Regions from separate parts of the Gossypium hirsutum genome. Here region 1 is linked to region 2. Evidence: chromatin contacts called from public Hi-C data. All regions are on one chromosome and are shown on one strand. The core of a region is the stretch at or near the end of the contact, and the rest is flanking DNA. Distances in the headings are between cores, read along the strand shown.

Region 1 (7,204 bases), core at 2,411-4,910, 490 kb after region 2:
TTTTGTAAGTTTAAAGATCAAAATCAAATGACATTTTTTTAATCTTATCTTGTGAAGAATGATTTAGCAGCGGCTTTAGGAATTTATTAATCAAGCTACAGAAAAAGATTCAATTGGAGGTTCCAAATTCCAAATATGATGAAAGAAAGAGACCCTGGCTGGGAGATATAAGACATTTATCTCACACCACATATCCTTAGCCCTCTCTTCTCACATATCCCTTTCCAGTTTACTTGTATAATTCTATATACCCCCCACCTCATTTTCTACTTTTATTGTAGCTTAAGGTAAATACTTATATGATTGTGTCAAATATTAAAACTATATATGAATTATGGTTTATGGTTTAACGTGTAATTGTATACATGAGCTTTAATTTTGTATAATTTTATACATAATATTTTGATTTGATCAAATTCTTGTAAATTATTAACACAATTCTTGATATAATATTATTTTATGTTTATATATTGCATACATAAATAATTATATTTATCTAATATAAAAATAAATTTATGTATTTATTTCTTTAAATGTGTATGATTAAATTAAAATTAAAGTTTCAATTATATATTTGAACCACAATTAGAGTTTCACGTGTATAATTGTACCAAACTAAAATTCATCTATACAATTGCAAATTAAATCAAAGTATGTATAATTTTGATATTTATCCTAAACCCTATCACGATAAGTGGTAAAAGTATTGTGAAGGCCCTTGTACTAGGAATCAAATTGCGTTTTGCTCTCTCTACTAAAAAATAGGCAAATTATTCTCTATACATTATATCAAAAAGCAAATTGGTACTTTCTGTTAAAAATTTAATTCGTTTATACTGTTAAAAACTAACGTGATTGACAGAATAACCAAACAATGACACACGACATGCAGGGGCGTAGCCAGGGGGCTGGCATGGACCCGGCCCCCCTAAAATGGAAAATTTTATTTTAGGCCCTTGAAATTTTTTAAAAATTTTAAATTAGTAAAGGTAAAATTACACTTTGGCCCCCCTAAATTTATAAAAATTCAATTTAATCCTTTACAAGTTATAAAATATAAACTATAAAAAATTAAAATTTCATCCGGCCCCCCTAAAAAAATTTTCTGGCTTCGCCTCTGATAACATGTCATATATACCTCATAATGACGTACATGGACCAAATTTTAACAGTAGAAATGGATAAAATTTTTAACAAAATGACTAAATTGTTCTTTGATCTATTATAGAATGATTAATTTACCCAGTTTTTGAGTAGAAAGGACAAAATGCAATTCAACTCCTACTACAGGGGATACTTTTACCAAAGATACGTTGATATTCTTAATGACACCTAAATAAACATTTAAACTCTTAATGATGTTTAACTAGTATATTGAGTAACCTAAATCAATACTTCATTTAAAACAAAGAGTTTGTCAAAATTTGAGTGCATAACAATCTAACAAATTAGCTCTAATTGCCAGAAAAAAGAGACCAAATTGAAGTAAACTGTTTGTGGAATTGTATTAGTATAAGCTAACAATTTGTAGTCAAAGTATAACATATTTGAATAAAAGCAGTAACTAATTTAATTAGGCATCTCTTCCCTATTAGTTAGGAAAGCAAATTTGAATTCTGTGCTTGCGTTGCGCAACAATACTATCAAAAGATATTTTTGTAGGCCATAAAAGCAAAGTTGGTGGTACTGTTTCGGGCTGACTGTGTCCCATTCTTTACCAACAACAAAGCAAAGCAAGAGTTCCACTTATGGAAGATGGCCTATGCCTTCAATTTATAACCAACGTTACTGTTTTAACATGGATTTCGCCACGTCAAAGTGGGAACAAAATTGGTGGGTTGGGGGGGGCAGGTGTACTTAGGGAGGCTGATCAAAAACTAACTCACCCGGACAGCCGGTGACTGCATTGCCTAGGTAGAACCATCAGAAGTCGTGATAGAACCGTCGTTAGCCGGTAATTGCGGAGGCTTGCCTCTTTGACTTACATACCGTACGTCTCCACTGTCCACATCTCTTGGTTTTTTAAAACCTTCTTATGATACTAAAATAAAAAACTTTTTTTTACTTTTTTGAAAGGGCAAAAGCAAAAGCAAGATGACAAAAATATTTTCGGCAACCCAAAAAAAAAAAAGAAAAAGGTTAATTTCCGGCGGAGACCGTTGATTGCTGTTGGGAATTAAGCGCTCTCTTTTTGACCTTTTAAATAAAATAGCCAAATGAAAATGGACATCTTGCACAGTTGATTTTACAAAGGATGCCATTGTTATTTTCTTGTCATATTGCCTACCTGATGCCGTCGGTGGACTCCTAATTTGAGAAAGAGAAAATAAAAATGGGGTTGTCGGGTTTGGAGAATCCTACTTACCATTATCAACAATTCCGGTTGATGCTGAGAAGTTTCCTCAATAATTAAAGCAATTATTCAAATTCCCTCTAATATTTAGATTTTAATTCTACATCCAATCGTCATAAAAACCTCAACCCCCCTTTTCTTTAGCTGGACAAAATAATGGCTTTTAGTTGAGAATTTAGGGTTACATTCAACTCCCTTCATCAATAATATATAACATTTACATTTATCCATTAATAATGCATCTTTTTCTTTATGATTTTCACATCAGTTCATTCTCCAAAGATATGTAGATTTATGTGTGGTCAATAAATTATACCTTAAAATTTATTGTTTATGATAATAATTATAATTTTTTTAAAATTTATATATATTATATATTATATAATTTTTTACATTTTTAATCAATATAATATATATAATATTAAAAAAATAAAAGAAACATGTGGTATATTCTAATAACACCTCATGATAAATTAATATCTGGTCAATTACCATCAATAATAAGTCAATGCCTACCATGGTCAATTAACATCGATCAATGGTCGATCATTATGACATTTTTTTCGTTGGGCAAAGTGACCTAACAAATATTTTTATCCAACATTACAAAATAGATAAAATAAAATAAAAATAAATTTAAGTATAGAATTGAGAAAATAAATATATTTTAAGAGATTTAAGTTAATATTTAAAATAATCATATTTAATACAATTCAAAAAGAAAAAAGAAAAGAAAATGTTTAAAATAATTAGGGTTAGATATGTACTATAATGGGCCTAATCAAGCAGTGTGGCAGCATCTGTAAAAGATGATCCAGGGTTTGCAATTTTCCCATACCTAATACGACAGGAGACGCAAACGGACAGGTCGCAGACTGCAGAAGCCAGATGATTAATTTAAAATAAAATAAAAATAAAAATAAAAATAAAAATAATTTGCATTAATTATGGGTGAACAAATTTCAAAACTTAAACCAAGTAGCCAAGTTTTGCAAAATCCAATTATGTCCACCATTTGTAACCCACAACAGGGTACCCTCTCACATGCTGTGCCCAACAGAGATTTAATGGAGCCGTAATAAACTTCATGCCTTAATTTCAGGGGCATTATTCCCAAGTGACAAACAATGTAAGTTTATTGGAGTGGAGAAGGCATAAAAAGAAATTTTATAGAAGAGTAAAAATCAGAAATTAATTTTTAATCATGTTTAGCAGCAGTTTCCCTGCCAAAAAGAACCATTAAATCCGCACCGACTCTACCCAGTAAAAGACTAAAAGCGCCAGGGACACCCACATGACTTTGTTCTTTCTCTTTCCCTCTCCTCCAATTATTATTAAAACTACTTTCAATTCACAATTTTTAATCTCCCTTGCTCTTCCTTCCCTCCACTCCACAATATATAGAGGCTTCAGCTCCTCTTCCAATTCCCAATCCCACTGCTCTTTCTCTCTTCACTTTCATTTCTATCGCCTCTTTTAACTCATTACATTTTTTTACCTTTTTCTCTTACTAGACTGCATTTTTTGTGTTCGATTCCAAATGGGTTTCTCTTTTTAGTTTTATAAACTTGAAGGAAACCCCACTCTGCTGCAGAAAGAGATCTGTTTTTGTTTGAACTTGAAACTTGAATTGTGTCTTTTGATAAGTTTGAATGTACATGGAGAAGTTGATGAGGCTGATTGAAATGACTCCTTTACTTCTGCTGCTTTTTCTTCCTTTTGTTTTTGCTGGACATGACTATAACCAAGCTCTGAGCAAGAGCATTCTGTTCTTTGAAGCTCAGAGATCTGGTTACCTTCCTCATAACCAGAGAGTTACGTGGAGAGCCAATTCCGGCTTGAATGACGGCAAGGCCAGTGGGGTAAGTTAAAGTTCCACTCTCAACTTGAACTTGTTTTCTCGGTCAAAACGTCACTTTTGTTCTTTGACATGCTTCATTTAGAATCGAAAATTATGGTATTGATGGTTGAAGTTGTTTTCACAAATTCTCAAGGTGGATCTGGTTGGAGGGTACTACGATGCAGGGGACAATGTGAAGTTCGGACTGCCCATGGCATTCACCATAACAATGATGTCCTGGAGTATTATAGAGTACGGGAAACAAATGGGTGCAAATGGAGAGCTCGGCCATGCGATGGAAGCAATCAAGTGGGGCACTGACTACCTCATTAAAGCTCATCCCGAACCTTATGTCCTTTATGGAGAGGTACTCTTCCCGACCTTCTTCCCTCCTCGTGTTTCTTGCCATTCTTAACACTCCATTATTTTGTCACTAATATGTCCAAATCCCTTTTTCAAATCTCAAACTTGATAGCAACACTTGGCTACTAATAAAATATTAGTTTGAATTTAATACTTCTAAAACTCAAAAGGACTCAATTAAAAATAATTAATTTTGGTGAGATCCATTTTAGGTGGGCGACGGTAACAGTGACCACTACTGTTGGCAAAGACCAGAGGACATGACCACCGACCGTCATGCTTACAAGATAGACCCAAGCAATCCGGGGTCGGATCTGGCAGGTGAAACTGCCGCCGCCATGGCTGCCGCCTCAATCGTCTTCCGCCGTTCCAACCCTGCATATTCCACCGAGCTTCTTCGCCATGCCTACCAGGTATACGTTTACGCAGTCTGTGTCTTCTCGCGTTGCTGGGACCATTGTACCTGCCGGTGCATGTTAGCTTACACTCTCAACCTTTTTTATCATAAGGTGATAGGAAAAAACGGTTGTTATTACGCAATCTTTTGTCGGCCTCAATTTCGCAACTTGGCGTGCCCAACCCTAGTTTTCATTTAATAAAAACAACCACCTCTGTTTACTTCTTTCTTCTAAAAAAATACTACCACTGTTTTGAGCCAGGAAAAATAAAAACCATTTAACCGTTGTAGTAGCTACTTTTTGGGTGAAACGGTGTCGTTCGCCAGATTCTTGTTAATGGTTTAAAATTGATCATGGGTAGAAGAGGTGGGTATAGTTAAATTCTATATCGCCCCATACTTGGCATGTTTGTTCCATCACCTGCCTCTTATAATTTTAAAAATCATTATCATTTTTATAAATTTGGCTTCAATTAAATTTTTAAATTTTTTATTTTTTTAAAATCAAGTAAATATTTATTATTTTCTATGTTAAGCTTTTAAAAATTTATAAAAAATAAGATGATAATTTTTTATAATGGAACGGATTGACCCCAGTGGATTGATGTCCTAATTTTATGACTCCTGGTGATGAGAACGCTTGACTTTGCTTTTGCCCCATCCATCACGGGTAATTAATCTTTTATGACCGTACAGATCTCTCGTACAAGCAGATCTTAACCGTTCATTTGTACCCCAAAATGGTCGCAATGAGTCATTTCGTTTCTCACGTGCCAACACTGTCGGTGCTCCTCCTGTTTAACTTACATCCCCAAATTGCCCTTGCCTCTTTCCTCAAATTGCTTCACCTATCCTATCCATACTCTTAAACAAAAATTTCAGTAGGTTTTACAATATAATTAATTTTAAATTTTGTTTTTGTTTTCAGCTATTCGAATTTGCTGATAAATACAGAGGTAAATACGACAGCAGCATCACAGTTGCCCAAAAATACTACCGATCCATCAGTGGCTACAATGTAAGCTTTTCTAAATTTTCTCAAAGCAATCAATTTGAGCAATTTATAGTTTTAATGGCAGAAAATAGCATGTTTACTGGTACGGTTTATTAATTAAGTTGGAATGTTATCGTGTAGGACGAGTTGTTGTGGGCCGCTGCATGGCTGTACCAAGCTAGTAACAATGAGTACTACTTGAACTATCTTGGCAAAAATGGTGATTCTATGGGTGGAACCGGTTGGGCCATGACTGAGTTCGGTTGGGACGTCAAGTACGCTGGGGTTCAGACCCTTGTCGCCAAGGTATTATTTCAATATCTGAATCTAGTACTTATTGGTTTCTTCAAGCTGCAAAATTCAACCTAGTAGTTTTCGTTTCCCTGTAGTTCTTAATGCAAGGCAAAGCTGGACTCCATGCACCGGTGTTTGAGAGGTACCACCAAAAGGCAGAGTACTTCATGTGCTCATTGATCGGGAAGGGTGGCCGTAATATTCAAAAGACTCCCGGGGGTTTGATTTTCCGACAGAGGTGGAATAATATGCAGTTCGTGACTAGTGCTTCGTTCTTGGCCACCGTGTACTCTGACTATCTCGCTTCCTCTAGGGGAAGCTTGAAGTGTGCTGCTGGCAATGTTGCACCATCCGAGCTTCTTTCTTTTGCAAAATCTCAGGTGATCACTCTTCTCGTCATGTATTCAAGTATTATTGAATGGTGACCACTGACAAATTCAACCTTTATAACAAAATTTCTGATGTTTTGCAATGTTGAATTATCAGGTGGATTACATTCTTGGAGACAATCCAAGAGCAACAAGTTACATGGTTGGTTATGGGAACAATTTCCCACGACAAGTTCACCACCGAGCTTCTTCAATTGTTTCGTTCAAGGTTGACCCTAAATTCGTTGCGTGCCGACAAGGCTATGCCACTTGGTATTCAAGGAAAGCAAGTGATCCTAATGTCCTCACCGGTGCTATTGTCGGAGGACCTGATGCCTATGATAACTTTGCCGATGAAAGGGACAATTATGAGCAAACAGAGCCTGCTACCTACAACAATGCTCCTCTTCTTGGCATATTGGCTAGGCTTGGTGGTGGTCATGGCGGTTATAATCAGCTCCTTCCTGGTATGTAAAAGCATATATCTCCCTGTTGAAGTTATACGGTTACAACTTTTTATTCTAACTCTCGCTAATTCCATCAATCATGATGATCATGACATTGGCTTTTCATGCAGTGGTTGTCCCAGCTCCTA
Region 2 (7,158 bases), core at 412-2,911:
TGTTGCGAGGGTGCTAATCCTTCCTCGTACGTAACCGACTCCCGAACCTATTTTCTTAATTTTCGTAGACCAAAACGTTTTATAAGGTAATCCAATCACACCTAAAAAGGTTGGTGGCAACTCCTGTTTTCGTTTTTCAAAAGTCGATCCCCATTTTTCAAACGTCCCTTTAAAAAATGGTTTCGACACACTAATAATATACTTTATTCTTATTTCATAAATAATTTTAACAAATTATCATATATTTTAATTTTTTTAAATAGATATTTTTTAATATTTTACCATAGGGAGTGTGAAAATTATGCCATCAAATATTGCTGGTGAATGTCAAGTTTGACGCGTTGTTTCTGTCTCAATGTGAAATCAGAGTTTGGAAAAATTATTCAATTCCACATTACACACAATATAATACAAACATGGCCAACCCTTATTTAAAGACTAATCAGACATGCCAACGGAACACGGCTTGTAGTGGAAAGGTCAAAATCCTAAACTTTTGGGTATTTGATTTCAAGTTTTATACTAATAATTTCTTTTAAGGAAAAAAAATATGTTTAAATTTATATTTTTGTTGTAATAGTAATGATCTTAACTAAATATTTATAATATTTTAATTGGTTAATTCTACTTTATTGATATATTTGTATTATTATTTAAATTCTTAATTCAATTCAATTAAAAGAACTATTAAAATACTTTTTTTATATTTTATATTATTATAATAATATTTTTATCTTATTTATATTTTAAATAAAATCAATAAACATTTTTATATATAGCGAGATTTAAACCATTATGACCCGCATTTGTAAAGTCTTAATTTTTCATATTGATTTAAACCACCTCAATTAAAATTTTGTTTTGATAATATTGTATATTTTAATTTTATTACACAGTTTTTCACTTGAGTTTGTATTTATGTTTTATCAATATTACTTAAGCATATGGCATCATTGATTTAATTTCACAAGTTTATAATTAAAATTTTCACTAACATAATGACAAAATTATGATAAATAAATAAAGTACATTACCTATTTAATTTTTTTTACTCACAATTTAAATTATATTTTTATTTTAATTTTGTACATACTACAAATTTATTATTAATTTCAAATTATCTTAAACACAAAATAATATTTCATAAGAGTACTTCTTATAACTTTAAAAAAAAAAAAAGCTTCTGGAACACATTTGTCAAACCCATAATTGTCCTATACGACAGCAAACCAAAATTTTAAATGTAAAGTGAATCCCAAAAGTCAGATTTGCCCAGTTTTCAACTTTCTAATTGGTTCGCTATTGCTACTTATAATTCATTTGAAATAATATTAATTAGTATTTATGGAACTATTACTCATTAATCCAAATTATAACATTAAAATAATATAATAATTTTATTTATTAAATTGGTGTGATGACACTTCCAATTATGTATTTTATTAGTCATGATGTCATTATTATGTTAAATTAATTCTGATAAATAATAATTAAATAAGTACTGTGTCCTCCATTCAATCTCCAAAGCCACGTGTTGGGTCACCCCTATTGACCGGTTCGGGCACCACCTCCTGTTTCCAAGTCAAAACCACCGGTCCTGACACAGCCCCTTATATTAATCCATATTTCATGCCTTCACCAAAAATCCTTTTTACAAGAAAATGGCTAGACTCGCTTTTCTCTTCACCCTTACTTTTCTCCTCTTCACCTTCTCTCAAGCCCGCTTCATCACATCTGAATCCCAACATGATGTCACCCCCGAAAAATCCGTTACCGATTTTCCCGAATCCGACCCCGAATCCGCCATCCTTCTCCCCAGCGAGAAACCCCACTTTGAACCCCCCAAATTACTCGACTTCAAGCACGATGATGATGCCTCCGGCGTCGCCTCCGTTCCTTTGACCAAGATCAGTTTTAACCCTGTCAACCGCCACTTCCCAAGGCGTCCCTTGATTCCGTTCCGTCACAAGCACAACTGCCGTTTCCATAAACGCTTCATGCCTTTGAATCCACGCTTCCATCAGAAACGCTTCATTTCTTACGGCAACGACATGATACTGTCCGACGAGAGAAGTTTTGACCCAGAGTCACGCGGTGTTGTTCGCCAGATCGAGGCCAGCTGGGGCAGTTTTGACGATGATGGCACCGAGTCTAAGCATCATGTAGGTTTTATGAAGCCAGATCACCATGACCACGAGCACCATGATGAAGACCATGACCACGAGCACCATGATGAAGAGGATCATGAGGAAGAGCATCACCACCACCACCACCATCATCACCACCGCCATCATCACCGTGGAGAGGAAGAAAGGGATGAGACAGAGGAGCAGGAGGGCGGGTTCATGGAGAAGTTCCGCAAGTATTTTATTCATTTTTGAATATACCCTGCACGTTATCTAAAATGATCATAGTGATCTAGTGTTGTATCTATCTATATGTTTATTTGGGAAATTTTCACTTTCTAGTTACCAGCCCTTAGGGTATACGTGCATATTTACTATTTAGTGTGCTTTACTGTGGGTTGTAAATAAGATTGCACTCGTTTATGGTGAACCATATGATTTTCCTTGTATTATAGTAACTGCACTGTGAGATTTCATATTGCCAGATCACTAGTTTTGTTGTTCTGTTTTTCACGAATTTTTTTACTTGTTGCAATGGAAAGGTTTAACCTGAATATTAAAGAATAAAAAAGAGACATAAAAGGGTTAAAAACAGAGTAGAAAACTATATTTTATAACATGAATGAATCTTAGGAATGGCTGGCGCATGAACCACTCTGTTCTACGCTGGCGAGTTCAGCGCATGGCCGTGGGCTAACCTCGATTGCAGCCCCCCTTATGGCATCGCAGTTCCAGGAAGGAGGTCTTGGTCCAGTCGTGCCCTGGAGGGTAACGTTTGAAAGACAGATGCCGGTGAAAGTGGCATTCTCGATGCCATGCATCCAACCTGCTCGCTGGACATTCACACCCCAAATGTTCTTTAACGTAAGGTCCTTGACATATGGGAGGGCGTTTGGATTAAAATTGTTATCAGGGTGGTCGCCGGTGTCACCTGCTACTTTTATACCTGTTCTGACGTTTTCCATGAACAGTTCAGACACTGTGATGTTCTTTATAACCCCTCCCCTGCCGATGTTAGTCTTGATGTGAACACCAACTCCGGAGTTGTAAAGATTTATGTTCTCGGCCAACACATTCTCCACTCCTCCAGATGTTTCACTTCCCACTGCAACTCCAGCAAATGGGGTTGAACCTGTTACTCGCCGAACAGTGATGTAAGAACTGGGGCGTCCATAAGCAATCCCGTATTCATCCCACCCACTCTTCACTGCCACAAGGTCATCCCCGGTAGAAATGAATGAGTCTTCTATACAGACATTGGAGCTTGAATCTGTACCAATGAGGCATGAAAGTATAATAATTAAAATCTCCAAGAAATTTCTCCATTCCAATAAACAGATGAACACGGAAAAACTGATCCCTCACATAATATTACCGCGTTCATTCTTAATTACAGCATGGGAATCAATTAATGAACATAGCCATTTTTCAGGAAATTCCAACCGATAGCTTTTACAATATAACATATATATGCAGGGCAAGGAGCAAATGATAAACATCCCACTAGATTTCATTCAGATTTGAAAATTACACCTAATCAATCAAAAACAATTCCTTTCTTCACTTCCTTTCTAACATTTGGGAAGAGGGTCATCAGAATCAATGTTGTCAAGGGCGCCAGGTGCACTGGAGGCACTAGGACCTCTATATAGCCTGGGGTGCAAGGCGCAAAAAAAGAGCTCGCCCGAGTAAAACGAGACGTAACCATATAAAATATAAATATACATGTAAAATGTATATGTTTTATGAAAACATATGTAACTAATACATATAATTAATAAGTTATATGAGTTTTACACGCGGTGCAACATTATCAAAACTGCCTTAAGTGCTTGCTTGAGTGTGAATATCAAACCCTAAGTAAGATGAATTCAACAAATAAAATTACTTCCGTTTTCTTTCTTTTACCTGGATCAATCCCATCAGTATTTGGGGAGTCAGGTGGAGCAACGATGGTAACATATCGAATAACAACATCGCTGCAAAGAAGAAAAAGGTATCTAAGTTATGATTCTAAACATGCAATTCTTACTAAGTATAAAAATACAAGAACAGCCAACAAAGTTACACCAATTAACGCGATCATAATAGCAAATCCAATTACCAACTAATTAACTCTTGCTACAAACTGTGCTATAGAAACACCTTTGGAGCACCCTGAAATGTGCATACCTGCTTTCCTTCATCTCCTTTATTGTTAAATGTGACAACATGCAAGGCTTGGAAATCACCATAAAGGAAGAGGAAATGTAACGAAATTGAAAAAGAAAAGGACAACAATAATGATTCAATTTGTCTTAAAGGCAGAGTTCCTGTGATTTTCATTGCACAAAAAATGGGGTTTTCTTGCAGACTTTCATGTAATAGTTCAACATTGGTTTTGTTAATGGAGGACTAGAACTTTTAAACAGATAAGAATCATATGATCAAATTGTAAATAAGACCCTCACTGACTTAAACAATCTATAGCGACACCAATCTACAACATAGTCAAATCACACCTCTCAAATAATTGTATGGCTTATAAATTATATCAAGAAGTAAATCTTTGGGTGTAAGAATTAATGCAAAAATTACCTGCAATAAACAGGATGAATGTTCCAGAAGGGGGAATTTCTAAAAATCACATTGGAAATGACCATGCCTCTGGAATTCACAAGTTCAACGAGACTTGGTCTTGTAAACTGGAGAGTCCTCTGCCTCCACATGTTCCACCAAATATCTCCTTGACCATCAATTGTGCCATTCTCACCTGTTATAGTTAAAACAAATCATGGTAATTAAAGTTGAAGTTACATGAACCGTGATAATAGAACACAGACATGATAGATGTGAGGAGCTATTATTCTCCAGCAAAATTACAGAAGTCTGAATTACTTGCTATTAACCTTAGTAAGATAAAACAACATGAAGATCCATGACAGTAAATCATGTTGTTCTCAGTGTATGATAGGCTTTTGTAGTATATAGATAAGTATCTCAAACATAAGATTCATCATATTTAAATGACTCATGATGGTTAACAGAACACAAAACAAATATATCTAAAACATGTGTGAGGCAAGCTATCAGAATGATCGACCACATTGATATAAATACCTACCAGTTATCACCACATCTTCCAGTCCATCCCCATGAATAAAGCTCATATATCTTCCTCCAGGGCACTCCCTTCCCCTTCCATAAGATGGCAAAGGAGCAATTAAAGGCCAATTTGAGGTGTCCTGAGATATTAATCCAGGAAGAAAATTATATGCAAGAAGCATCTCCAATAAATCTTACCATATTAAGAGAATAGCAGTGCGATGAAGTTTCTGAAAACTTTCAAATTAGGAGAAATGCTTCAACAGGGCTTCAAATAGGCATGATGAAAGAAAAAAGGAGACTAGTGGAGAATAAATTGATCTCTTTGATATAAGAACATCTTTGTGGTCAAGGGAGAAAATAAGAAAAAAAGAATTATGTTATTGCAAAGGACAAAGACGATCATCAATTCCTAATGAAATGGATGTAGCAGTGGCCTGCTAAAAACCCATAGTTTTTACTTGATCCGGGATGCATGATGTATATGCCATTACAAAATGATCTATTAATCTGCTAATAAGTCGTTTAATGGCAGTTCCATCTACTGCTCCTATGAGGCTGCCTTCATAACGTCAAACAAATAAGACATCAATTTTTTATTTAGTTCTTTTATGAAAATCAAATGGTGGTTTACCAAATGAGAAGCAGAACCAGCCACAAATAGCCATATTTTCTCCCATAAACTAGGCCACCATTACGACTAGTTTTCAGCATGTTATAACCCAAGTAGAGTACATGATGACTCCATTCAGTAGACTTCAAGCAGAAAGGGATTTCAGACAACTAAATAGAAAACATGGTTCTCTGGTGATTAGAAGAAAATAACAGTCAAAAACCAATGTGTGGGATATGATTCTCCAAACACCCCCAAAAACTTGAAATGACTTGAAATTTTGAATATACACATCATAATTGGATACTGACACCTAAATCTGACAACTCCTTTCAAGTATGACCATAACCACTTATTTTTCTAACATCTAACAATATCTTAGTTGAAAGCTATTGCGACATCATCCATTCAGATTGTCTATTACTACTTTCCATTAGGAAGAGTATGATTTTATTATTTAATTAATAACACCAACACTATAACAGGACTGCATTATATTATTAATCTAGACTAGATATGGCAACAAGTTGGACAACAATGCCTGCCAGCTATTGAATGAGAACTAAAGAAAAAAGAAAACCCAAAATATCAAGCACATGCAACTAAACTATGGCAACCGACAATATTTCTCTCATATCTTAACAATGCTGCAGGACCCACTTCCATGGAGACCATCTTCGCCACAAACAGTGTCGCAATAAAAAAGTCATTTCAACTATATCGTACAAACTACACTTATTATATTTAACACTATAATGCAACCAAAACCCAAATCTTTAAAAAAGTGAACAAAGAATAAAGAAAAACAGTCATATAGAAGAATCAGTCTTTGCAATTATTATTATAAATTATACTAGTTCATAATTAAAACCCAGATTACAGCTTTCATTACCATTTTAGAGGAAAAGTACTTTAATTTAACAATGATCAATTCATTTCTAAGATTCAACTCACTCCCATTTTCCTCACAATTAAACCTTACGTTTGAGTAAAATACAGAAATTTTTTTAGCAATATTAGGAAGGGAAGGGTTGGAATAAAGATTCTGTAAGATCCAAACTTGAGTTAAGACTCTGATAATACTAGCAAGTAATAATCACTAGTTAAGAGACTTGAGTTACCTGAGTGGCTTTGATAACAGCACCTCGAGCCAAATAAAGTGTCATATGACTAGTAAGATTGAAACTGTCGGTTAAGTAGACTCCAGAAGGCACAAAAAGTAGCGTGCCGCCTCTCCTTCTCAGATGCTGAATCCGATATATAGCTTTCCGGAATGCTATCGTATTGAGCGTTTGTCCGTCGCCGACACCACCAAAGTCCGTTATCGATATCTTA

Evidence for each region. A called contact is a pair of places that touch in the nucleus more often than the background predicts.
Region 1: a contact with region 2 is called in a Hi-C map of leaf, with 1.5 times the contacts expected there. The contact joins the promoter of LOC107945842 here to the promoter of LOC107928777 in region 2. A contact is called at or near these places in 3 of 34 Hi-C or Micro-C datasets (callus, hypocotyl and leaf).

Annotation. Positions count from the first base shown.
Region 1 is chrA08:77,211,232-77,218,435 of Gossypium_hirsutum_v2.1, forward strand. LOC107945842 (endoglucanase 6) reads left to right here and starts at 3,661. Exons shown (of 9, transcript XM_041074680.1): 1 at 3,661-4,215; 2 at 4,348-4,560; 3 at 4,769-4,969; 4 at 5,882-5,971; 5 at 6,089-6,253; 6 at 6,337-6,621; 7 at 6,728-7,076; 8 at 7,187-7,204. The coding sequence starts at 4,006.
Region 2 is chrA08:76,726,670-76,733,827 of Gossypium_hirsutum_v2.1, forward strand. It overlaps LOC107928777, which reads left to right and starts at 1,662. Exons shown (of 1, transcript XM_016860043.2): 1 at 1,662-2,610. The coding sequence starts at 1,662. The coding sequence ends at 2,381. LOC107928776 (probable polygalacturonase) reads right to left here. Exons shown (of 5, transcript XM_016860042.2): 1 at 6,945-7,158; 2 at 5,230-5,350; 3 at 4,704-4,878; 4 at 4,035-4,105; 5 at 2,664-3,396. The coding sequence ends at 2,756.